Regions from separate parts of the Pan troglodytes genome. Here region 1 is linked to region 2. A link is a contact called in public Hi-C data. All regions are on one chromosome and are shown on one strand. Each heading gives the region's core, a stretch centred on a gene start, on an enhancer-like site or on the middle of the called end of the contact. The rest is flanking DNA. Distances are from core to core; before and after follow the strand shown. Region 1 overlaps RNASET2 (ribonuclease T2). Region 2 overlaps RPS6KA2 (ribosomal protein S6 kinase A2).

Region 1 (4,534 bases), core at 1,692-4,191, 150 kb after region 2:
TGCTTAAGAAAGAAGACGCAGGTAAGAGGAGTCAGAGTTCAAATTTCTTTAGCAGGGAAAAGAAATTGTGTTAAACCGTCCAGGAGTAATGCAGACAGGCCACTGCTTAGTAAAGGAAGTGCAATGGATAGCCTAGTAGCACCGAGGAGCGGGGACTCTGGGGTCAGCCCCGGCTGGGTTGACGGCAACTTCTGCCGCTCCCTAGCACCAGGACCTAAGTAAGCTGACCCCCGGCCAATCTCTGCACCACAGATCCAGCATGAGAACAGCGAGAGTCTGCTCCTTTCAATGGTGAGGAGGACTCCAGGAGATGACAGATAAAACATGTCAGAAAGTGCCTGGCGTATGGCAGAAGATCAGCTAGTAGGATTTTCATTTCATTTTCAGTAGCAAACGCACTTACACTGTCTAGAACTTTAACTCCATCCTCACACATCTAATTCTGGACTTATCAACTCTGACTCTTGAGTGCTGCTTACTCCACAAGGTCACCAACTTCCTAAGACCCAGACCCCTCAGAGCCCCAAAGAGGCCAGGGAGGAGAGTGTCTTCAGGGTCAACAGCTGGACCAGCATGTGAAACCCGCCTGATTCCATCCACTGGACTGGACAGCATTGCAAAGCTTCATTCCAGCCCCAGAAATGAAACGGCCATGATGAGCAGAGGTACAATCAGAGCATTTGGTCACAGCGGAGAGGACACCACGCAAAGTCTAGGAAAGCCAGGAGCCCCAGAGACAGGAGGTCAAGGTTATCTGACCAGACAGAGAAGAAAGTGAAATCCGAAGCCAAGTACCTACATTCCAGTTTAACTTGTTTTCCACCAATCCCTCTTCCTAAGGAGCCAGGAGGCACCAATTAAGCTAAAAGGGCCCTTTTCAATCCCGGCATCGAGGCAGTGGGACAAAACTGGTCCTTCAGATGGGGCGATTGATGTGCACAGTTCAGCGTCACAAGTATGTCCATGTTACATAGAAAAGAATTAACTAAACAAAACGCAGACAAAACCAGAATAATAAATTTGAGTGTCTCTGAAATGTGTACGAGACGTGCATTTATGTATTTTCATGTAGTTATTTATAATAAACCCCAAGAGAAGAACAAAATGAGAAAATTAAAATGTAGTGACCCTGACATGTACCGAGAATCTGTAAACACTATTTTAAAAAGTGTTATTGGCTGGGCGCAGTGGCTCACACCTGTAATCCCAGCACTTTGGGAGGCCAAGGTGGATGGATCACCTGAGGTCAGGAGGTCGAGACCAGCCTGACAAACATGGTGAAATCCAGTCTCTACTAAAAATACAAAAAATGGCCGGGTGTGGTGGGGCGTGCCTGCAATTCCAGCTACTTGGGAGGCTGGAGCAGGAGAATCACTTGAACCTGGGAGGTGGAGGTTGCAGTGAGCCAAGATCGTGCCACTGCACTCCAGCCTAGGCAACAGAGTAAGACTCTGTCTCAGAAGAAGAAAAAAAAAAAAGTGTTATTGTTCTATGAAGACAGAATTAAAGAACAAGAGAATCAGGGTTCTGCTAGAAAGACTAAAGATATTTTTAAATAAGAATCTAGTCTATTGGATAAACTCCTGAAAACAAAAAACAAGAATAAATATTAAGACCACATTCAAGCTAGGGTTCCCAGTCAGCGAGCCTCTTCTGCCTAAGATTTAATTGTGTGAGACACTTGCCATAGTCCATGTATTGTCCAGTAATCCGGAGGGTCTCTACAGTCGTTTTGAATTTTCTAGGGAGAAAATACAACAAGAAAATGATTGGCTCTTTATTAAAATACACTTAGGAACCCTATTAAAATACATTTAGCAGCTAGTTGCAACATATGCCAACGAGACACAGGTACTGCACTAATAACACAAGCTAAAACCAGGGCTAGTTCACAATACATTGCTTACAACAACAGATCCATGAGGAAGCTACACTAGGGCTGGATGTTCTAAGCCAAACGTCAAACAACTGACTGAACAGAAACAGCCATTTTTGTTAAGCCATTCCTCAAATATTTGACTTAACAGAAACAGGTGTTTTTATGGGCCAGGCGCAGTGACTCATGCCTGTAATCCCAGCACTTTGGGAGGCCAAGGCGGGTAGATCACCTGAGGTCAGGAGTTCCAGACCAGCCTGGCCAACCTGGTGAAACCCCATCTCTCCTAAAAATACAAAATTAGCTGGGCGTGGTGGCAGGCGCTAATAGTCACTACTACTCCGGAGGCTGAGGCGGGAGAATTGCTTGAACTCAGTGAGCCGAGATCATGCCCTTGCACTCCAGCCTAGGTGACAAGAAAAAAACTGTGTCTCCAAAAAAAAAAAAAAAAAAAAGGCTGGGCACGGTGGCTCACGCCTGTAATCTCAGCACTTTGGGAGGCGGAGGTGGGCAGATCATGAGGTCAGGAGATCGAGACCATCCTGGCCAACCTGTGAAACCGTGTCTCTACTAAAAATACAAAAATTAGCCAGGCGTGGTGGTGGGCTCCTACAGTTCCAGCTCCTCAGGAGGCTGAGGCAGGAGAATAGCTTGAACCCGGGAGGCAGAGCTTGCAGTGAGCCGAGATCGCGCCACTGCACTCCAGCCTGAGTGATAGAGTGAGACTGCATCTCAAAAAAAAAAAAAAAAGAAAGAAATGAGCAAGGGCATAATCTGAGCCAGATAAGTGAAACTGCATTTTCATTTGTCAACAGAAAAATCAGTTGAGGAAGTAGAACAGAAAGTCCTTACTGCTCAGTGCTGGAGAAAGAGGGTCAGAGGCCAAAACCTGTAACTTCACCTCTGCCACTCAACTCTATCCCTCAGGGAACCCAGTTCAAAGCCAGAAGCTGGGCTCCTTTCCTGGAGGCAATGCGGAGAGCAAAGCCTGCACCACACGGGGCTCTGAGGGCTCTGCACAGCACTCAGTTCCCAGGCCTGCCTGCGTGGAGCTGTGGGAGAGCCCAGGACACTGGGAACCCGACAGGCAGACTGAGCATCTTTGACACAAGCATCTCATCAGAGGGGGCACCCGGGACAGCCCTCACTGCCTAGGAGGACACCTGGGCTGAAACAGAACCCCTCACCATGGCTGCCCAGTAGGAAATACACTCCTTAACAAGGACATTTTGCTACAGATTTTTTTTTAAATCTTGTTTCTAAAGCCTCAAGGCAAAGATGTGCCTCCACGCATATTTACATTCAGTGTGCAGGGACACACCCACGTTTTGTCATGTAAATGCCTCCCTGAATGCAGAGCAGCCTGGTCTCAGGCCCTGGAGGCAGATCCTTCAGTGTGGGTCAAAGACAGTGCTTAAGTTCCAGCTCCTCCTCCACGGTCCTTCCTTCCTTGGGAACCAAGGACTCCAGCAATCCCTCCCTATCTCAGAATGCCAGCTACACTCCCAACAATTGAAAGTTGGTGCCAGGCAGCTTCTGGCTCCTTCTGTCCACTGCCCCAACCCAAGGCAAGGAAACAGCATCAGGAGCGCAACATTAAGTCTGCAAAACTGAAAACGGGGCAATCTCGTGTACAGAAATGAGCAAGAGCATAATTTGAGCCAGATAAGCAAAATTTCATTTTCGTTTGTCATCAGAAAAATCAGTGAGGAAGTAGAAGCGAAAGTCACTACCACTCAGTGCTAGAGGCAAAACATAAAGCCTGCGTGCTCCTGACAGAATGTGGTGCTAGCTCAGCAACACGGTCAAACACTTGAGAAGTGTGCAATGCACACCAGGGTCAGCTTGATACACCGAGCAGGGTACGCCCTGAGGCGCAGATCCAGGCAGTGTCCTGGCTCTGGGTGCTCCAATGAGAAGGGCCTGGACACTGACGCCCTGAAGGGATGTGGGCATGGAGCAAAACGCAGCCAGATGATGAGGGGCCAGCCCGGAGGGCCGCGAGTGCCATGGGTGCCAAGCACAGCAAAGGAGGCAGGGAAGCTCTTGGGTCCTCTTCACTCACAGGACATGTTAATAAAATGTCCAATACATGGAGGGATGTAGGGACCAGCCCTACAGGGACTGTGGGTTTTTCTCCTCATGTGTGGAGACGAGAGATTGTAGAAATAAAGACACAAGACAAAGAGACAGAAGAAAAGACAGCTGGGCCCAGGGGACCACTACCACCAAGACGCGGAGACCAGTAGTGGCCCCGAATGCCTGGCTGCACTGTTATTTATTGGATACAAGGCAAAAGGGGCAGGGTAAGGAGTGTGAGTCATCTCCAATGATTGATAAGGTCACGTGAGTCACGTGTCCACTGGACAGGGGGCCCTTCCCTGTATGGCAGCGGAGGCGGAGAGAGAGAGAGGCCAGCTTACACCATTATTTCTTCTATGCATTTCAAAGACTTTTAGTACTTTCACTAATTCTGCTACTGCTATCTAGAAGGCAGAGCCAGGTGTACTGGGTGGAACATGAAAGTGAAACAGCAGTGTGACTGCTGAAGCACAGCACCACGGGGAGATGGTTAGGCCTCCAGATGGCTGTGGGCAGGCCTGACTGATATGAGGCCTATCCACAAGAGGTATGGTGAAGCAGAGTCTGCTATAACTC
Region 2 (5,031 bases), core at 1,869-4,368:
CACGTGGCACACTCACACGAGTCACTCGCAACTGCACAGTCCTGAGTGCACCCATGTGGCACACTTACACAACTCTTTTCTCCCGCTAATCTGGCTTTTGTCCATTTAACTTGGAGGCTCCCAGGTACCGAACCTGAGAAGGCAAAGCTTTTCCTCTCTACACTGCGTTTCATTCTCCAGGGCATTTGAGAGCAGTTCATGAAGAGTGGCTCTCACGCCCGAGCAAAGCAGTCACAGCACTGGCTTGTCAGTCTGAGCACAGCTGAGGATGATGTGGAGACAATCCCTGGGTTGGAAAAACTCCGTTTCTCCAGTCCCAGGCTCTGCTGCCGCATCTCTGTGTCTCCTTCATCAGGCACTCTGCGTCCCAGGGAGGGAGGCACCCCACATCCGTGCTGGGGACATTGTGCAGGATGGCAGGGGCAAGGCACACCTCACAAAAGAGATGGACGCCACTGAAGGAGATGAAATTATTTCCAGAAATGTTTTTTTTTTTAGAATCAGTGGCATGACATATAGTTGATCCTTGAACAGTGCAAGAGTTACCCAGCTCCCTGCACAGTCAAAAATCCATGTCTATGTCTGGACCCCCAAAGCTTAACTACTAACAGCCTACTGTGGACTGGAAGCCTTACTGATAACATAAACAGCCGATTCACACATATTTTATATGTCATATGTATCATATACTGTATTCTCACAATAGGGTAACTAGAGAAAAGAAAATGATATTAAGAAAGTTATAAGGAAGAGAAGATGTATGTACCATCCATTAAGTGGAAATGGATCCTCATACAGGTCTTCATCCTTGTTGTCCAGGCAGGGGGTGCTGACGAGAGGGAGGAGGAAGGCTTTGTGTTGCTGTCTCGGGGGTGGCAGAGGTGGGAGAAAATCTGCATATAATCGGACACGTGCAGTTCAAACCTGTGTTGTTCAAGGTTCAATGGCAATTAGTTTTTATTAGAAAAAATATATCAATGTGGAGAAGCCCTTGAAGGAATTTAAGCACAGAGGTGATTGATAGGTGTAACCGCCGGGTCCAGACAGGCCAGAACTTGAACTCAAGTTGTGCTGGTCAAGGGAGGTAAAAGAATCAAACCTTGATGACCAGAGGACACTGGAGTAAAAGGCAAGAGTGAAGAAAAAAACCTTGATTTGTTACACGGTGAAAAGCAGCAGAAGAAATATGGCACCTGAATCATCGATGTCACTACCGTTGGTTGGTCAGGTAGGCCATGAGAACCAACCAGAGACCAAACAGAGCAAAATCGAATATGCGATAATTTGTTCATTTCCATTCCACCATTCACCCTCAGTGTTTATCCCATGGTAATTAAAAACAACTGTAGCTATTGAATGATGGAATTTGCTGGTCAAGCTCTTCAGAGCCCAATGTCACCAGCCTTGGGGTGGCCCCTGCAAGTCCTTGCTGTGTCCATTCTGTTCTCACTGAATGCAGAAAGTGCAGCCCAGCTCAGCGATGAGTTACAGCCGACCTCAAAAGTGCCAATGCCACAGCCTAAGCATCTGGGACAGACACTGAGGAATGTTTGATGAGCCCTTAACTACCAAAGGTGGACAACTCTGCTTTGATATTCATATTTAGCACCCGAAAGGAGCATCCTGGTGCTGAAAGAGGGCATTAGGGAGCTTCCCCAGGGAGCCCCAAACAGCGTCTCTGCAGATCTGAGCGCTCCCTGTTCCAGCTGCAGGAGGCTGTGTTCAGCCTGCTGGGTGCTGGCCCTGCAGCTGGGGAGCGGCCCTCTCCACCACAGTGGTCTTCAGACTGGGGTCAGTGTACATGCAAAGACCATCTATGGGGCACATGGCATAAGTATTTTTAAAGTAATTACTTATCATTTCCAGCTCGTCAGCTCTTTCCCAAAAGTGATCTGTCTAGGAACTTCTCTGGCCAATCCGTTTCCCAGACCCCTTTACAATCTCCTGCCCCCTTCTCCATAGACAGGTGCATCTTGGACCTCGCACCCATCCCAAACCCCTCTCCAGGGTGTGTTCCTGGTGGTGGCGCCCTCCCTAGAGCACAGCGCCAGAGAGAGCGCCCCTGTGAATATCAGCAGCCAATTGTACCCAGTGACTAAGGAAACCAGCCTTCAGCAAATGCGGTGGTTTCCTATTCTCTGCTTTCCACAAAATTGAAAGAGAGCCTATTCAAGTTGTCAGCTGAGAGAGCTTTAAAAACAATCTTGTATAACAAGCACAACGTGCTTTTTGGCATACAACTTGAAAGGAGCTCAAAAACCAGTGACATTATTATAGCAAATCTTTTTCCATTTCCATCTTTCATTCCCATTTATGTGAACAAGTTTGCTTTAGCTCATAAAAATGAAACTACAGAAAATCTCAGTGCCGAGCCTGTTTTTGGAGCACCCCATGGGTCTGTGAACCCGGGCAGGGGCCCATCCCCAGCATCGCTGATATTGAATTTCTGAGATTTTAATTTTATAAGAGTCAATTTTTTAAAAACTATTTAAATTTTAATCAATTGTATACTACTAATAATTATAAGGATAATTCAAAGAAACAACATTTAGAGTCTGTGGTTACAGAAAATTACATTTAAAAAACACATTCAATTTATATACAGATTTTTTACTGTAAGAATATAAAGGTGATGAATAAAGACTTTTAAGCCAAAAAGTATACCTATCACACTGGCATAATATCCTAAAGGAGTAGTTAGAATGGAAATTTGAGCTTATAGAGAAAAAGGAGTCACAAAAAAAATTGCATGCTCAGAAGGAAAGCATTTTCATGTTTTTTTTTTTTTTTCAAAGGATGAGAGTGGTTGTGAAATCACTACGGTAATTGGATTCCAGCGGAAACACTTGAGTAGTGCGAGAGTTTTATTTTGGAATATCAATGTTTTGAAAGGCCAGAAGATATACTTTTTTCAACTAATAAACCTTACTTTTAGCTGAGTATTTTTTTTTTTATTTTAATAGTTTTGGGGGAACAGGCAGTGTTTGGTTCCATGGATAAGTTCTTCAGTGGTGATTTCTGCGATCTGGGTGCCCCTGTCTCCGGAGCAGTGTACACTGCAGCTGATGTGTAGTCCTTCATCCCTCACCCTCTCCCACCCTTCCGCCGAGTCCCCAGTAACAGGTCATGGCTGCGACCTCTCAGGAGACGCGCTAAGCACAGGCCCCAGGCCTGCCTGGTGGGTATTTGCTCAGAAGCTCTTTGTGGAGACCGTGGGTTCCTTTTAAACACCAGGTATTTTTTTGTTTCTGGCAGTCTCCAGCCTAATACACTCATTTGAATCCTGGAAAATAGATCACTCTGTTTCAATTAGGCCAACTCCTCAGGAGTTCTAGAAAAATATTTTAAGCCAGTGACTCATTGAAGTCCCAGATGACAGTACCCTCTGGGGCAATTAGGCCAACGTACCAGGAGGCCGGCAAAGAGGCTTCCAGTGGCTCTGACAGGTTGCCACTGTGTCTGCCCTCAGCCCCTAGAGCACGGGGAGGACATGGGGGAGCAGCCCAGCTCCCGGACAGTTCTGCGGCACAGTCTAGGGCTCTGCATTCTGGCCTCCTGCCACATCCAGGGCGCTGAATGCCATGGTGTGTGTCCTTCCACAATGCATACACTGGAACACAAACGTCAGCGTGATAGCATTAAGAAGTGACTAAGTCATGAGGGCCCCATCCTTATGAATGGGACTAGTGGACCTTATAAAAGGCCCTTCCACCTCCTGTCATGTGAGGACACAGCACTTAGCCCCTCTGGAGGACGCAGCAACAGGGTTCTGTCTTGGAAGCAGAAATGGGTCCTCACCAGACACTGAACCTACAGTGCCTCGATCTTGGACTTCCGGCCTCCAGAACTGTGAAAAAGAAATTTCTGTTATTTGTAAGTCACCTGGTCTAGGGTGTTTTGTTACAGCAACCTGAACAAAGACAGTTGGCCTTCCTTTATCTGAGATCATTTTAAACACCATTATCCTCAACTCAATCATTTCCTTAACTCAAGGAAGATATCTGATTTCATGGCAGGCACTGGAAATATATGCCTTTGGTTTTCCCTGTAATTGCAAAGAAAATTTATATGTAAAATAACTGAAACAGGACTCCTCATTTCAGCATTTAAAGCAAAAGTCTTTAAAGTTAATAAAACTTCTATTCTACGATAAAAATTGTATAAATGCCAAAGTTTTGGATGTAACAGAAATGAGAGTGATACTGAGAAATTCTCTAGGCGGTCATGGAAATAAGAAGACAAAGAAAAAAATTTAAACCATGGTATGTGCACTTTTGTAAATGGTTTTGCTGCAAGTGCAGTGAGGAGTTTTGTAGTGATTTAATTGTGTCTACTTTTATAAAAATTTAAAGCATTCAAAAGAATCTGATATGCTAAACTCGTGAAAAGTTTAATTGATAAAGCTTGCAATCAAAACATAAAACATAAAGATAGTATCCAGGGAGAAAAGAAACACAGCTAAGTAAAAGCGGAGGAGGTGGGGAGAGGAAAAGAATCTAAAGGAAAGGGAGGTTTATTTTATTTTATTTTATTTTATTTATTTTGAGATGAGGACTCACTCTGGTACCCAGGCTGGAATGGAGCAGCGCAATCATAGCTCACTGCAGCCCCCAACTCATAGGCTAAAGTGATCCTCCTGCTTCAGCTTCCCAAATAGCTGGGACTACAGGTGCATGCCACCATGCCCAGCTAATTAAAAAAATAATGTTTCGTGAAGATAAAGCCTTGCTGTGTTGCCCAGGCTGGTCTCCAACTCCTGGCCCCAAATGTTCCTCCTGCCTCAGCCTCCCAAAGTGCAGGGATTACAGGCATAAGCCACCACACACCTGGCTTGATGTTTAATGAGTCTAATTTTATTCATTTTGCTATATTCAAGTTTTTTTTTTTTTTTTTTTTTTTGGTTCTGCAAGTTGTGTTTTTTAATTTTACAATGCACCATCAACATTTTTTCCATGTAACAGATGAACATTTCCTACTGAGAACACTGCGTTGCAGATAGGTCAAAAGGCTGCTAGCAACAGGAGGGATGCC

What was found. Hi-C and Micro-C count contacts between places; a contact is called where the count stands out from the background.
Region 1: a contact with region 2 is called in a Hi-C map of stem cell-derived neural progenitor cells, with 5 times the contacts expected there. The contact joins two enhancer-like sites. A contact is called at or near these places in 1 of 7 Hi-C or Micro-C datasets (stem cell-derived neural progenitor cells) and 1 of 1 datasets of contacts at active chromatin or transcription factors (stem cell-derived excitatory neurons).

Annotation. Positions count from the first base shown.
Region 1 is chr5:179,055,725-179,060,258 of NHGRI_mPanTro3-v2.0_pri, forward strand. RNASET2 (ribonuclease T2) reads right to left here. Exons shown (of 9, transcript XM_001136814.7): 3 at 1,686-1,741. Among named protein-coding and RNA genes, the nearest start is that of RNASET2, 7.9 kb to the right of the region's middle. Within about 2 kb of position 2,942, at least 7 of the 24 cell types and tissues checked have an H3K27ac peak or open chromatin away from gene starts, as enhancers often do. A contact at or near this core is called in stem cell-derived neural progenitor cells, where this site is marked.
Region 2 is chr5:178,906,308-178,911,338 of NHGRI_mPanTro3-v2.0_pri, forward strand. The region is part of intron 3 of RPS6KA2 (ribosomal protein S6 kinase A2); the gene reads right to left. Among named protein-coding and RNA genes, the nearest start is that of RPS6KA2, 64 kb to the right of the region's middle. Within about 2 kb of position 3,119, at least 5 of the 24 cell types and tissues checked have an H3K27ac peak or open chromatin away from gene starts, as enhancers often do. A contact at or near this core is called in stem cell-derived neural progenitor cells, where this site is marked.